Linked DNA regions of Mus musculus: all the other regions are linked to region 1. A link is a contact called in public Hi-C and HiCAR-type data. All regions are on one chromosome and are shown on one strand. The core of a region is the stretch at or near the end of the contact, and the rest is flanking DNA. Distances in the headings are between cores, read along the strand shown.

Region 1 (2,775 bases), core at 125-2,624:
GCCCCAGTTTCTTTACTTCCCCATTCGTCCATCCAATGCACACTCACATGTTTGTAACTCTGTGCCAACAACTAGTTCAGACTCTCCCCTGACACCCAGAGTGATGAATAAAACATCCTTTCAGGAGTTTAAAGTTTGAAGCCACCCCCTGGCATCTAGATAGAACATTTGATCAAAATTTGTCAACCTCTGTATTGACGCAATTTGCAAAGTGAAAACCAGTTTTGATGACTATCAGCAGTCTTTCTGTGACAATGAAATCTCTTGGTTGAAAGTCCAAAACCTTCCTTTGTTTCTTCTACCTGTGTCTCCAAGCCTCCTCATATGCCAACCAAGGCATTCACAGATCGGTTAATTGCTCCTTCACTATGCCCTACAGTTCTCCTCTCTGTCCCTTTGCTTCTGCAGTGATGTACATATAATCAGCTTAGCTGCTTTCACATTGTTTTCTGTATAGCACTCTGTCTGTCCAGTTACATTGAAAATTCTCATAATATGGGCTTTTTCTCATTCCTTATCTATTAACCTCGGTAACTAGCACCATTGAGCTTCAGTATGAAGCCAAATTGTAACCTCCTTTTTTCTTTCTGCATGATGTTACTGTGCATTCTGCTAGTCTGTTTATCAGTGTATACCAAATATCTGACGTGACTATGACTCATTTCTTGATATTTGTCTTATTTGATGCTGTCACTTGACCATACCGGAGCATCTGTTTTAGTCACCACTACATTTTCTGCACACCGCAGAGTACTGGGCAAAGTAATAGGCACTTAATACATGCGTCTTTCTTATCAATGAATGTATTGGCCAGCTGGGGAAGAAGTGACAATCTGTGCAATTTACAGTGTGACCAACATTGTGCCATATACAGGAATTACATGGTTTCCTTACCGTGTCCTAGATGTATCTTGGATTGCTAGGGAAATTGACAACAACATTGTCGAGCATGGTGCTAAGTAGATAGCTGCTAGGTGCCATGCTTTCCACAATAGTTGTGATTTGGCAGGGAGGCCCAAAACTGTGCGTTTTTACAATTTAGCTCATATGAATGAGAGAGGGGAGAGAAGAGTAGAGAGAGAATGAGAATGAGTGATAGGGAAACAATAACAAAAAGAAAAGGAGGAATAGAGAAGGGGAGGAGAGGGGAGGGGAGGAAAGGGGAGAGGATACTGTGTGGGAAATGGAGTTGAAAATCATTGCTTGTCCAGATCCCCTGCTCAAGGTCTCCTTATGCAGCCTTCATTTTCTAATCTATATCCAGAAACTGCCTTGAAAGTGTCAGCATGAACGTTCGTCCCTCATCCCATGTGTGCGCCACCCTGTAAGGAAGTTGCAAAACTGTAAAGGGTGCTAGTTTCCCACTGTATTGCATCCACACATGGGCAACTTGGGCAGCTTCCCACATTATGCCACTTCCCCAGTTTTCTCCGCAGCTCATACTCTTCTACGTCAATCTGCCCCTGTGTGAGAACCCTCTGTCGCGAAAACACTGCTTTCCACAAAGGCTGGGTCTCCAGTGACTCTCTTCCTGCACACAAAGCTGATGTTTGACCTGAATGTTGGGGTTAACAGGAATGAACCCAGATGACCTGCATTCTCTAAAGAACTGGGTCCTAAGACAATGGGCCACAGGAAGTTTTTTGATGAAAAATTTGATATCCAGAAGCTTTGGAGCTAGAAGTAGGGAGAGCAGAAGATGGTGGGAGGGCCCTTTAGTGGAACAACATGCTGTGTTAAGTACCAGGCCTGTTTACCTCAACATGGCTTTTAAAGGTCGGGCCACGTTCTTGGTATGTAGGAGACATCATAAGCTATCTTGGTTTCTGTTTTCATGTGAAGAAGCAAAGCTCTCTTTCTTCAGGGTGTGTCTTGTTGCCACAGTTTAGAAGTGTAACTGCACCTTTGAAAACAGAGTGCAGCTCTGCGGCTGCCTCTACCTTCTTTGATTCTGCTTACAGAAAACATAACACAGACTGAACAGTGTGCAGAAATGCTCAAGCCCAACCGTGAAGTATCAAGTGTACTGTGGTCACGAGTTTTATTTGTCACAAAAGGTGTGAGAAGCTCCACTCTTCCTCATTCTGTGAGCTTTTGTGTCTTGTTCTGGGGGAGTCACTTTTTGTTGCTGGGTGTTGGAGACTCTATGATCATTTTCCCTTTAGGGAAAAATTAACAGTGAATGTCAAGTCCTTAAAGTTAATCAGCATATATAATTGAAGCTAGGCACTTGATAGCATGTCCCTTCCTGTGAGAACGCCCTGACCCATGCCTTTGTTGTTAGCTTTGCTGCTTGTGCAGTTGGTCATCTTATGCCAACCTAGACTTGGGAGTTTTTCCTCTGCTTTCTGTGTGCTTTGTCTTCATTTGCAGGTATACGATCTAAAAGACCACCACCTCCACCATTGGTCTTTCTGCAGCACTGCTGGGAGAGCAAGGAATTCTGGTCCTGAGGCAAATAAAGTCTCATCTAATGAGTGGAGAACGAACATTTCCGCACTTATAATGACCACAATATTATTTTGTTTGTTTTGTTTTGCTAGGCAACAAACACAAGGGCTTCCTAGGCAAGCACTTACTATTGAGTTCTTAAACCAAAATGGTATACTTTAACTCTTACCAACAAGACAGACCAAAGGTATTTTGACTATTCAAGAGACCTAAGGGATGGCTCAGTGTCTAAGAACATTTATTTCTTTTTGCAGAAGACCGGGGTTCTATTCCCAGCACTCATGTGGTGGGTCACAATCATTTGTATTCCCAGTTCCAGAGATC
Region 2 (2,775 bases), core at 203-2,702, 220 kb before region 1:
ATACTTATAGTGTGATAAACTTAATTATAAACTTCTGTTTATAATTATACTGATTCTTATTTTTCTTGGTATTTTTATCTAACCTTTAGATAAATTCCTTATATTTTGTGTAAGTTGTCTTACACCATCCAGATACTACTCATGTGTAGAATTCAGTGGAGAATAATCAGGACTGACTAGAGGGACCTATCATCAGAGTAAAATTAAGTATTATTTATGAAATATAAAGTTTACTTTGTAAGTTCAACTTCAGAGGGGGCAGACACACACACACAAACACAGACACTCACATAGATAGACAAACAGACACACAGAGAGAGGTAGACAGAGACAGACAGACACACACAGGGAGGGAGAGAGAGAGAGAGAGAGAGAGAGAGAGAGAGAGAGAGAGAGAGAGAGAGAGAGAGCATGAGTGAGCTCCTGTCAGGAGGATTCTAGCCATATCAGTGTACCTGCTTGTATGACTCTGGGAAAAAATAATTTCATTTATTCTGAATCTCACTTTCTTTTCGGTTTTTTGAGACAGGGTTTCTCTCTGTAGCCCTGGCTGTCCTGGAACTCACTCTGTAGATCAGGCTGGCCTCGAACTCAGAAATCTGCCTGCCTCTGCCTCCCAAGTGCTGGGATTAAAGGCGTGCACCACCACGCCGGGCTTTGAATCTCACTTTCTTAATTGGCCAAGTAAGTCACTTAGAAAAGCTAAGGTTTCTCTTAACACTGATGGCTTGTGACTTTGGGCAACAGTAAAGGCTGGTAAACAACATAGACTGCTATTGATGAGGTAGACAGGTCACTACTTTGACTCAGTCACTGGGGAGTTTTTGGGTACCTCTGTAAAGGGCAGCTTGTACAAGAAGATATTAGGAATTGTGCAAAGCTATCCCAACGATCACATGTAACAGGCTTCCCAGTTAATGCCTGGTTTCAACTTGTCTGGGATCATTTCTGAATATGTCATTTCAGGTAGTGCTGGGCCAGGAGTCATGTCTTCCAGTACAACAGCTTCCTTTTCTGCATAATCATTGGCCACAGGGCCAGCTAAAGGCAGTTCCAGGGAGGGGTCTGAATTGGAGGAAGACATAATGTAGGTTAGGAGTCTGGTAGGCAGAGCAACGAACCCAGCTGTATCCTCACAGCTGCCCATGCGGTCTGAGTAATGACTTATTTCATGGAAGCTGCCCCTTCTTGTTGCTCTGTTCTGTTGAGAAACAGTCCCCTCCTGCAGCTGGAATGTACTCCGCTGTGAGGCATCTCAGCACCTTTTCCTGACAAGCCTGGTGAGACAAGGTCCTCACTGCCTGTTTGCACAGAGGGAAGGGCCCATGCCTGCCTGTGGGACTGTTCACAGGTGCTTCCTGGGCAGCAACCGGCTGACCCCTCCATGGGCATGGCCTGCCTGGTGGAGTTGGGGGCAGGCAAGATGCCACCTGCTTTGACTTCCCAGTCATCCAGGAAGCTCTAACTGTGTGCTGGTGTGTCAACAGCGACCCTCTCGCTTCTCAAAGGCTCCCTTTGTGGCTGGCTGTGGCGTCGCCTACGCATGTTTGTTATCTGTGATCTCATTTTATTGATGTTATTTCTACATTTTGAGAAAGATCTGTGACAGTTACCCCTTCTTTGGGAAACAAGGGCCTAGGTACAGCTTGTTGATTTGGAAGGAAAACCAGGAAGACTGCCATTGAGTTCTTATCAGAGGGCAGATCTAACTCCTACCCATCTTTATTTTTTTGGTGCTGTTGTGGTGTTCCCCCCCTCCATGTGTGTGTGTGTGTGTGTGTGTGTGTGTGTGTACATATATACATACATATATTTGTATATTAGGTTTTGAATACTAGGTATGCGGCAAAGACCCTGATTGTCTTATCCTACTCTGTAGTAGTGAAACGTTTATTCCCGTTTCATAGATAAGAAAGTGAGATGTTAAAACCTTATCACAAAGGTCCTAAGCACACATTCAAACCCAGCAGTAGCCAGTTCTAAAAATCACATGGATGATATCAACACGGTTTTTGAAATACTTAGATGTTGAATTCGGAGGGGACACTGAGATCTGCTGTGCATGTTTAGCAGTCTGCCTAAGTACTGCCTTGTAATTTGGTAATGTGTTACAGTTTGACACACGCCTTTACCCAGCAGAGACCCCAGTAATCCCTATGAGTTGCCGATATTTTGTGAAAAAGGAGAGTATACAGAAGGGATGCCAAGTTGTTCTCTCAGTGCCACATGCACCATATGGTAAAACCACAGCTGGACTTTGTCAGATGTCCTGATGGCTCCATTTAGCCACCCAGCTTATATATTTCTCTTGTGTGGTGAGTGCCTCCACAATAGTCATAATAACCACTAACATGAGACAGAAATGTCAGCAAGGCAGTCGCCCCTTTTTTGTTGCTGCAAGTACCCTTCCTCTACATCTTCAGTGAGTCTACATGGGTGCTAACTAGAGATCTGGGAACAGGGTGCCCAGACCCTTGATGTCACATCTAGGAAAGTGGCAGAGATACCCAAAATACCAGGAGCAGACAGGAAAGTGGCTTGCTCTGTAGGGCACTGGACAAACTAATGTGCACTTTTCTTTGGAGAGAGGTTGACTTTGGACCTTAAGAAGGTTGAGTTTTGTTGTTTTGTTGTTTTTTTGTTTTTGTTTTCTTGGTTTTCTTTTGTATTTTTATTCCTAAGAGATTTGAAAAGAATCCCCCAGCCCTGTTTTCCTGTATTAAACTGAAATGTGCTTTGCTTGGGCCTTCTGTGCCTCCGTGTGTGTAGAGTGAG
Region 3 (2,775 bases), core at 119-2,618, 200 kb before region 1:
TTGAGTGGACGTAGAAGCCTGCTGCCTCCTGATTCCTTTTGGTGTCATTGGCAGGTACAGCTCTGTCAAACCTTAGGTCATGTTCATGAAGATTACATGGCTTCACTGCTACTCAAAGCTGTCCCTGTGGTCACAAATAATGATACTTCAATGACTTACCATTACTAATTGCTGTGATTATTATAAAACCTGAGTGGCTAAGATAAAAAATAATTGAGTATAAAAAAATCTCAAGTGTATTGCAGCGTTGAGAGCAGAAAGAGGCATGTGCAGTTTGTGGGAAACACTTTCCATTGCTATTGCCATTAAAGAAGGCATAGTCCCTTATCTGGGGGCTTTTGATATTTTTTAATGAGAATCAGGGTGAGAGAGGAGATCAATGGAAATCTTGGCCTGAAAAAAAAAAAAGCAGGGAATTGCTGTTGGCTGATTTTAGCTCCTCCTAGCTGAGGAGATGGGAAAGTGGGGTGCTAGATGAGGGAGGAAGAGTCTGAGAGGTGCTGGACAAGATGCTGCTCCCAAGGTGTAGAGTAACTAGCATCGTCAGCTCTGTTTCGGCCCTTCCCTGCCTTCTCCCAGCCTGACCTACTATATCCTCGCTTGGCCTCTCTTCTCAGACCCCCGGCAGTGGACAGAAACCCACGTCCGGGACTGGGTGATGTGGGCTGTGAATGAGTTCAGCCTGAAAGGTGTGGACTTCCAGAAGTTCTGTATGAGTGGAGCAGCACTGTGTGCCCTGGGTAAAGAATGCTTCCTCGAGCTGGCTCCAGACTTTGTTGGGGATATCCTGTGGGAGCATCTAGAGATCCTGCAGAAAGGTAAATGTGTGCAAATGGGGAGGGGCACTGGGTGGAGTTTCTCTAAGAGTAGGAGGAAGGCTGGCCCAACAGTGGGATGCTCTTGCTGTTGTTGCCTGTGGGTGTTCAGCCATGGTATAGACGGTATGTGGGGCTGTGTTTGGCTCAAAGCAAGAGCTCAATACATGTTGGCTTATTTTCTTCTCTGCCTTAGGAGTTCATATTTTATTTTTTTTTTAAACAAGATTGTACTTCTCTAGCATCTTGTATACAATTCGAGTTATTTTCTTAGACCCATACATTATTTGAATAAATAGTGTCTGAACTTAAATAAATCTGGATATATAAAACAGGAGTTTCACCTGCTCTGGAACGTTTGATATATACTCCGTTGGTCTGTGGTGTATTCTCTCTGGTAACAGGAGAGTACAGCTTTTCCAAGCCCATTAGCAAGACAAGTTTCTCTGCCAGTCACTGGCTTGGGATTAAGGCAGCGTAGAATACCTTTTACATTTGGAGCCAAAGCTAGGGTTATATCAGGACGTGGTGTTGCAACCTTGTAATGACACAGCCTCCTCTACTGGCCTGGCCTCTTCTAACCTTTTTGGACCAAGTGACTCATGTCCCGTAGCTCCGGCTGAGTATAGCAACAGCAGCGGGCCGCAAACTTGGGTGTTTCTGTGCTTATTTGTCTAAATTTCTTCTTAAAATAAATGGCAGTTACCAGCAGTCAGCAGTGCCCTACAGCTGACTGTAAGCCTAGAAGCCTGCTGCCCTCTGTAACCAGGCCCACCCTTTCCCTGTGGTTACCAGCCTCAATCTCTAGGCACAGCATCTGGGGGCAGGGCACACAGCTCAGTCCATGTAAGACCTTCCTTTGTTTAAGAGAACGAACACCTCACTCTAGAGACCTAGAGACCTAGGTTCCAATCCTCTGGGCATATGAATGTGGTATGTCTTCCTCCACCTCAGCTTCTTGTCGAAACTGATCCCTGGATGAACACAGTTAAGGACTTGGTAGCTCTTCCTGTGGCTGCTGCTACTCAGGACTGGACAACTGCTCGCTGTAGGAAGGGCACTGGTGCAGACCCCTAGGCACTGACATAATTGACCTGTTCATAGGAGGATAAAGAAGGATGTGGCAGACTCTACGCAGCACCGGTTTAACTTCTGTCTTCTGAACACAACAGCAGGTTGCACCAGACCATGAAACCAAACATAGTCTGTCAATATGGTGCTTCTGTGAACTCTAAATGAATTCCTGCAGTGGACGTACCCAGAGCTGGGGGTAGTCTCGGTCTGTCAGAGGCTGATCATGGTCTGTTCATATCCTTGATTCCAAAGTGCTGCCAAATATAAACTCTTGAAATTAGCCACAATCAGTGATCGACCCTTTAAACTTTACTTACTTCCAAGTCTGTTTTCGTTTCACTTCTCACCCAGTGCTCTTGCTGTGATGCTCCGAGGAAACTCTACCACTGAGACAGGATTAGACTATTGACAGTGTTCATGCAGAGGAGCATTGTCAGGGATTTGAAGTGAAGCAGGGTGTAATGGAGTCGGTGTGAGGAGGCAAGTCCGGTCATCCTAGCCAGGGTCCCGTTGCTTGAGGCAGTAAAACTGTCAGGCTATGGATTTCCGTTTCTGAAGGGATGACAGGGACGTTTGTGCGTAGGACAGCGTCCCTTCTGTTGATCTAACAGGAGCAGCATGGCAGCCAGAGAGCATAGCTGCTTGGGGTGGAGCTGGAGGCCAAAGGTGCAGGGGATGTTTGAATCTGATAAGCCGCTCAAGCAGTGTGTAATCATTTTATCTCAACTGGGAACTTTTTTTTTTTGAGTGCAGGCATAAACTTGTTTTCCCATCAGCCTTTGCTCTCAGGAGGCTAGCAGGTACCTGAGGAAAAACCCGTATCAGCAGTCTCTCTTGATGACTGATCTTTGCAAAGAAATGCAGTCAGGCTCTGTAGAGTGTCGAC
Region 4 (2,775 bases), core at 105-2,604, 180 kb before region 1:
CTTCTCAGTACTGGTAGACCACGTAGACCCATGCTTGTGCAAGCACTGGGGAAGGTAGTGGGGGCTTGGCCGGAGCAGGAATGATTAGAGAAAATGCATCACGTGGGAATGAGGAGCTAAGTCTGTCTGTGACCCAGGTTTCCCCAAGCCAGGTCGGTTCCTAACTCTGCTACCTCTCATGGTGCGTACCCACTCTTAATTAGCGGGTGCTTTCATTCTCATTCTGAACTTACAGTAGTTCAGTGGTTATTCCATAAAGATGTTTTAAAAATTACATTGATATGATTGATTTTTAAAACCATCTCCCAGGTTTATACTTCCTGAAAGTTGCCACATGAAAGTTGATTTCATTCTTGGAAGCATTATTAAATTTTATCTAGGCAGTTTACAGCTATTCCTTTGAAAGTTCTGTTTTGACAAATGCCTCTTCCGCTATCTTTCACTTTTCTGCACGATTTCTGTGTTTTTCCCAGACTGCTCGGCTCTGACGTTCATTCCTCAGTGTTCTCTCCTTATGACTGCCATTTTTCTCTAAGAGAGGCCTAATGGACATCTGTAGATTAAAGACAAGCAAAATTGCTATTCCATTTTAGGAACAGGAAAACGAAGCCCAGGGAGTTTGAGTTGCATTATCTTTCATTTTCACCAGGAAGAATTAAAATCAAAGTTCTGTATGGGTCACCATCTGTGCAGGCTTTATGTGTATATATGTCTGCATGCATTTGTGTGTGTGTGTGTGTGTGTGTGTGTGTGTGCGCACGCGTTTGACTTTCTGGGTTTCTGAATTATTTTTCATCACTGTGTTTAGCAAGTATAACTTTAATGGTCTCATTAGTAGAGTTTATATTCTATTCACTACTCTTGATTTGTAGGCTTTGACACAGGGCCACATTTATAGAGTACAGGATAGTAGGGACTTACTAAATCAAGGCATTGTGGGAAGACTGTAGAATACACCATATTTAGGCCACGTTAGAGGCCAGATGGGATGGTACAGTGGTACCAGAAAGCCACAACTCAGAAGAAACAGGAGGTGACAACTCTAGGCATAGAACTGAAGTAGATATCAGACAGCCTTTGCTCTCTCTTATCAAAGTTCTCTCCAGGCCTTGAGAGCCGAGCTACAGAGCAGTGTCATCCTCACACAGGCCCCAGTGCAGCTCTGCACAGGGTCCAATACACAGCAAGAAACTGCTGGCTGATTTCTATTTAATTGGCCCCTCAACACCATGACTTCATGGAAACAATAAGATTCTGGGATTGTTTGTAAATGACTTAGAAGGGTGTATGAAGACTCTGGAGTCACCCACCCCATCGCAGAGACAGGTGCTCCCCGGGGTATAAAAAGGGAGGCTATGCTGAGCAGACGGGTCACTTCCGGACTCCAGTGTTCTGTTTTTGCTGTCGCCGTTGGCTGTGGGCAGAGACACCTGGCTGGAAGGGAGGGGCCAGCCAGGCTTATTCGCTGTTTTAGGGCCACCTGCCAGATGTGTCTCAGGGCAGAGTCAGCCCCGTTGCAAGGGTGCTCAACCATGAGAGTTTCATAGGTTAAAATAAATATGCCATTCCTATCCACACTGAGGTATTCAATTTGAATTTCAGAGTAGAACTAAAGAACTTCAGCTTCTTAGAGCGCCATGAACCCCCTAAGGACAAGAGGTGTGGCTGCTTTATTTTGGGAGTGTGTTGGTACAGCATAGCCTGGGTGTCATCCATATTTTGGCCCCAAATATAATTTAATAGAGAGATGCCTTTAGGTACCTTTCAAACCTGTATGCTTCCACTCCCCCCCCCCCCCCCGAGGATTATGGTTTTGGCAAAAGCATTCATTAAATGTTGAGGTATCATGGCTGACATCACAAACGTAAGAGTACCAACCTGGAGGCATTTGATAAAACACATAGTGTTAGAATTGTTAGCAGGGAGGTGTGTGCTGGTCAGGTGTTGTCAGAGGGCCTCCATGGAATCATATACATTCCAGTAATAGGAAACACAGTGAAAGTGGGAAGATGGGCAGATGGCTCGGCTGGCAATGTGCTTACCTCCCAAGCACGAGGAATGGAGTTTGACCCTCAGATCTCTAGCACCTACCTTAAAAAGCATGGCACATTGGTGTGCTTTCGACATCTAGTGCTAGGAAGGAAAGGTCAGGGAGATTCCTGGAGCTCTGGCCTAGCTAGCTAGTTAGCTCTAGTCTAGTCTGTTTGGACTTCCAGATCACTACAGCAGTGGGTGGCTTCTCTCAGACACCTGAGGTTTCTTTTCCTCTATATATGTGCACATATGTGTTCACCCACACAGCCCCACAGAGGAGCGATGTAGGGATAGTTTAAAAAGAAACCTTGGTAAAAATAGGAGCAGTCTGCCAGGACAACAGCTGTCTGGTGGCGACTCCATCCATACGAGCTCACGTCTTGTGTTAGCCTCTTACCAGGGCCCAGATGATAGATATGAACTACATTTGAAGTGGAAATGTGGATGGAGTAGAAGAACCTGATGTCTAATCTTGCCTCCTCTACTGCCAGCTTTGAGTCACTGCCTTGGGCAGGTAGTCTGCAAGCCGAGAACACAAAATGAATGAGGGTGACATTGTCAAGTGTGAAGGGTTGCCATAGTTGGTCTTGCTGGTGCAAACCTCCAATCTCAACTACTCAGGGGTATGAGGCAGGAGGATTACAAGTTCAAGGCCATCCTGGGCAATGGTAGTGAGAGCCCGACTCAAAATGCATGGATGCTTATATGAATAGGTAATTAAATAGTTGAGAGCATGGCTCA
Region 5 (2,775 bases), core at 136-2,635, 170 kb after region 1:
CTATTAATTAAAGTAAGTTTTATAGCACAATGCTTTATCCAGCATTGTCATTCAGGTCATGTGGTTTGCCCCCCCCCAAATGAATTTATGAAATTCCTAGGCAAATGGATGGACCTGGAGGGTATCATCCTGAGTGAAGTAACCCAATCACAAAGGAACTCGCACAATATGTACTCACTGATAAGTGGATATTAGCCCAGAAACTTAGGATACCCAAGATATAAGATACAACTTGCCAAACGCATGAAATTCAAGAAGAACGAAGACCAAAGTGTGGACACTTTACCCTTTCTTAGAAATGGGAACAAAACACCCATGGAAGGAGTTACAGAGACAAAATTTGGAGCTGTGACGAAAGGATGGACCATCTAGTGATTGCCATATGCAGGGATCCATCCCATAATCAGCTTCCAAATGCTGACACCATTGCATACACTAGCAAGATTTTGCTGAAACGACCCAGATATAGCTGTCTCTTGTGAGACTATGCTGGGGCCTAGCAAACACAGAAGTGGATGATCACAATCAGCTATTGGATGGGTCACACGGCCCCCAATGGAGGAGCTAGAGAAATTACCCAAGGAGCTAAAGGGAACTGCAACCCTATAGGTGGAACAACAATATGAACTAACCAGTACCCGGAAGCTTTTGTCTTTAGCTGCATATGTATCAAAAGATGGCCTAGTCGGCCATCACTGCAAAGAGAGGCCCATTGGACTTGCAAACTTTATATGCCCCAGTACAGGGGAACGCCAGGGCCAAAAAGGGGGAGTGGGTGGGTAGGGGGTTGGGGGGGTGGGTATGGGGGACCTTTGGGATAGCATTGAAAATGTAAACGAGAAAAATACCTAATTAAAAAAAAACTTTTACTCATTTTGATTCTGAAAGATTGTGAGCATATTTGCCAACAGTATAAAAAAAGAAAGAAAGAAAGAAAGAAAGAAAGAAAGAAAGAAAGAAAGAAACCATAGTGCTTGTCTATAAGGAGTTTTGAATTATTGTATTGTGCACCTTTAATTTCTTCCAGTTTTGAAAAGCGAGTCAATGGCAAACCCCTTGGGTTGAATGCACTTTGTGCCCCAGAGTATTGAAACAGTGGATGGGCAGAGTGTACTTTATACAGTTGCATGTAACAGTTTAAACCTATGGCTAGGAAGCTATTGCCAAGTTGCTTTTCCCATGGATGTGCTAACTTGTACTCTGATTATATATTTCTCTGGTGATCTCCAAACATTCAGATTTGAATTAGGGTCCTAACAGACAGACTAGCTTTTCTTGAGGCTGTCATGAACTCTAATTGAGGTAAAGATCTTTGCTAGTGAAGAGCTCACAACCAAAAGCCTTGTACTTGACCATCCTGCCTGTGAGGGAACTATATTAAATTTGAGCAGTGTTACAGCGACACCTGCCGGACTTTCTCTAACTAGCAAGTGCAATTCCAGCAGATCAGGGTTCTGTGTAATCACAAATATTTCTCACACATATGAGAAGTAAAGTAATTTTCCATGAAAACAAAATCAAACGGTTATCTCTCCTTCAGTATATGAAATAAGGCTTTTCCTGAGGTAAGAAGAATTAACATTGAGCACTCAATTTAACACAAAGACAAGATTAAAATAATGTCTTTATCTCCCATCCAGAAGTTAAGTAGTATCATGGTATTTTGGTTATGTAATCACACCACAGTCTGTAAATATGAGTGCATTTACACAAGCACCTGAAGAACAATTTTAAAATCATTCTTTTTGGCTCAAAAATAAATGTCAAATTCTCAGTTCATTGAGGCTGCTGGGGAGAATGCTCACTTTAGAGATCTGCTTATCCAGAATATGGTTGCTACTTCTTTGTCTCACTTCTCCTCCTCTCCTCTCCTCTCCTCTCCTCTCCTCTCCTCTCCTCTCCTCTCCTCTCCTCTCCTCCCCTCCCCTCCCCTCCCCTCCTCTCCTCTTCTCTTCACGTCTTCTATCTCACAGTTTCTTTTCAATGCTCCCCCCTACACACACACAGGGCAAGCTGCAGTGCATAGCAGCAATATCGTGGATTCCTTAAAAGCTTTGCAGTTGAGCTGAAACCCATATTTCAGATGAGTCTCAAAGTCATCAGATTCAAGCTTGTCACATTTTCTGAACACAAAATTCCAGACATGTTTTATTCACTATCTGTTTGCATCGTTGAGGTAAACATCTCCAACTCATTTCGAAGTTGGGAGATAGCCAAGAAGTCTCAACCCATCATTTCTAGATGTTTTGTTGTATGCTTTGATTCCTCCTTTGGTCAGGTATCTCATTGCTTCATAGCCCCTCTAAACACTAGGCTCAGTTGCTCATGAGAGCACCCTCCCCTACTGACATTTGAAACACTGGACCTCTCATTCATTTTTTAGTTGTATGATGTGAGCTCTAAACCATTCTTCAGTTTGCATAAGGAAAGAGGCTGAGAAACCTAGGCATGTGGTGTGGCATGGCAGGCTGCTGGCCTGCTTGGTGCTCTAGTATCTATAGTCTACCTCGGCAGCACTGTGATTCACTGATGCTAAGGAATAAAAAGACATCGGTCTGACTTCCATGATGAAAGCCTCAAGCTTGGCTCTTACACTGATTCCCAGGTAGTTTTGGACAGTGTCTGTCCCTCCTTGTTTTGTTTTGTGTTTGAAGGAAGATAATGTCTTTAATTAACCTACTGTTTATAAAGAATTTCATATGAGCATTGTGTTTAATACCCTGCCCTCAATGTGTGCACAACTCTACCCTACTGTGCTCAATCTAAAAATTATGG

The links. A called contact is a pair of places that touch in the nucleus more often than the background predicts. HiCAR-type assays count read pairs that join an accessible place to other places.
Region 2: a HiCAR-type map of Th17 cells shows a contact between it and region 1, with 3 times the contacts expected there. The contact joins two enhancer-like sites. A contact is called at or near these places in 1 of 39 promoter capture datasets (macrophages), 2 of 15 datasets of contacts at CTCF or cohesin (CD8 T cells and large pre-B cells), 38 of 484 Hi-C or Micro-C datasets (the AtT-20 cell line, B cells, CD4 T cells and 24 more), 35 of 115 datasets of contacts at active chromatin or transcription factors (CD4 T cells, CD4 single positive thymocytes, CD8 T cells and 27 more) and 2 of 9 other capture datasets (adipose tissue and embryonic stem cells).
Region 3: a contact with region 1 is called in a Hi-C map of group 2 innate lymphoid cells, with 2.1 times the contacts expected there. The contact joins two enhancer-like sites. A contact is called at or near these places in 1 of 15 datasets of contacts at CTCF or cohesin (large pre-B cells), 36 of 484 Hi-C or Micro-C datasets (the AML12 cell line, B cells, CD4 T cells and 22 more), 12 of 115 datasets of contacts at active chromatin or transcription factors (CD4 single positive thymocytes, CD8 T cells, differentiating embryonic stem cells and 7 more) and 1 of 9 other capture datasets (embryonic stem cells).
Region 4: a Hi-C map of CD4 T cells shows a contact between it and region 1, with 4 times the contacts expected there. The contact joins two enhancer-like sites. A contact is called at or near these places in 1 of 15 datasets of contacts at CTCF or cohesin (large pre-B cells), 49 of 484 Hi-C or Micro-C datasets (3T3-L1-derived adipocytes, the AML12 cell line, B cells and 26 more), 15 of 115 datasets of contacts at active chromatin or transcription factors (CD4 single positive thymocytes, CD8 T cells, T-cell acute lymphoblastic leukemia and 11 more) and 1 of 9 other capture datasets (embryonic stem cells).
Region 5: a contact with region 1 is called in a HiCAR-type map of Th17 cells, with 2.7 times the contacts expected there. The contact joins two enhancer-like sites. A contact is called at or near these places in 2 of 39 promoter capture datasets (both in liver), 1 of 15 datasets of contacts at CTCF or cohesin (CD8 T cells), 29 of 484 Hi-C or Micro-C datasets (3T3-L1-derived adipocytes, the C10 cell line, CD4 T cells and 23 more) and 8 of 115 datasets of contacts at active chromatin or transcription factors (CD8 T cells, Th17 cells, cardiomyocytes and 5 more).

The regions. Positions count from the first base shown.
Region 1 is chr9:32,924,532-32,927,306 of GRCm38.p6, forward strand. The region is part of intron 1 of Gm27162 (predicted gene 27162); the gene reads right to left. Among named protein-coding and RNA genes, the nearest start is that of Gm27162, 3.0 kb to the right of the region's middle. Within about 2 kb of position 1,375, at least 12 of the 459 cell types and tissues checked have an H3K27ac peak or open chromatin away from gene starts, as enhancers often do. A contact at or near this core is called in Th1 cells, Th17 cells, Th2 cells and 1 more, where this site is marked.
Region 2 is chr9:32,704,874-32,707,648 of GRCm38.p6, forward strand. The region is part of intron 3 of Ets1 (E26 avian leukemia oncogene 1, 5' domain); the gene reads left to right. Among named protein-coding and RNA genes, the nearest start is that of Ets1, 70 kb to the left of the region's middle. Within about 2 kb of position 1,453, at least 93 of the 459 cell types and tissues checked have an H3K27ac peak or open chromatin away from gene starts, as enhancers often do. A contact at or near this core is called in Th1 cells, Th17 cells, Th2 cells and 1 more, where this site is marked.
Region 3 is chr9:32,729,438-32,732,212 of GRCm38.p6, forward strand. It overlaps Ets1 (E26 avian leukemia oncogene 1, 5' domain), which reads left to right. Exons shown (of 10, transcript NM_001372534.1): 5 at 618-818. Among named protein-coding and RNA genes, the nearest start is that of Gm3331, 52 kb to the right of the region's middle. Within about 2 kb of position 1,369, at least 78 of the 459 cell types and tissues checked have an H3K27ac peak or open chromatin away from gene starts, as enhancers often do. A contact at or near this core is called in Th1 cells, Th2 cells and group 2 innate lymphoid cells, where this site is marked.
Region 4 is chr9:32,746,442-32,749,216 of GRCm38.p6, forward strand. The region is part of intron 8 of Ets1 (E26 avian leukemia oncogene 1, 5' domain); the gene reads left to right. Among named protein-coding and RNA genes, the nearest start is that of Gm3331, 35 kb to the right of the region's middle. Within about 2 kb of position 1,355, at least 69 of the 459 cell types and tissues checked have an H3K27ac peak or open chromatin away from gene starts, as enhancers often do.
Region 5 is chr9:33,094,461-33,097,235 of GRCm38.p6, forward strand. No RefSeq gene overlaps it. Among named protein-coding and RNA genes, the nearest start is that of Gm27166, 64 kb to the left of the region's middle. Within about 2 kb of position 1,386, at least 5 of the 459 cell types and tissues checked have an H3K27ac peak or open chromatin away from gene starts, as enhancers often do. A contact at or near this core is called in Th17 cells, where this site is marked.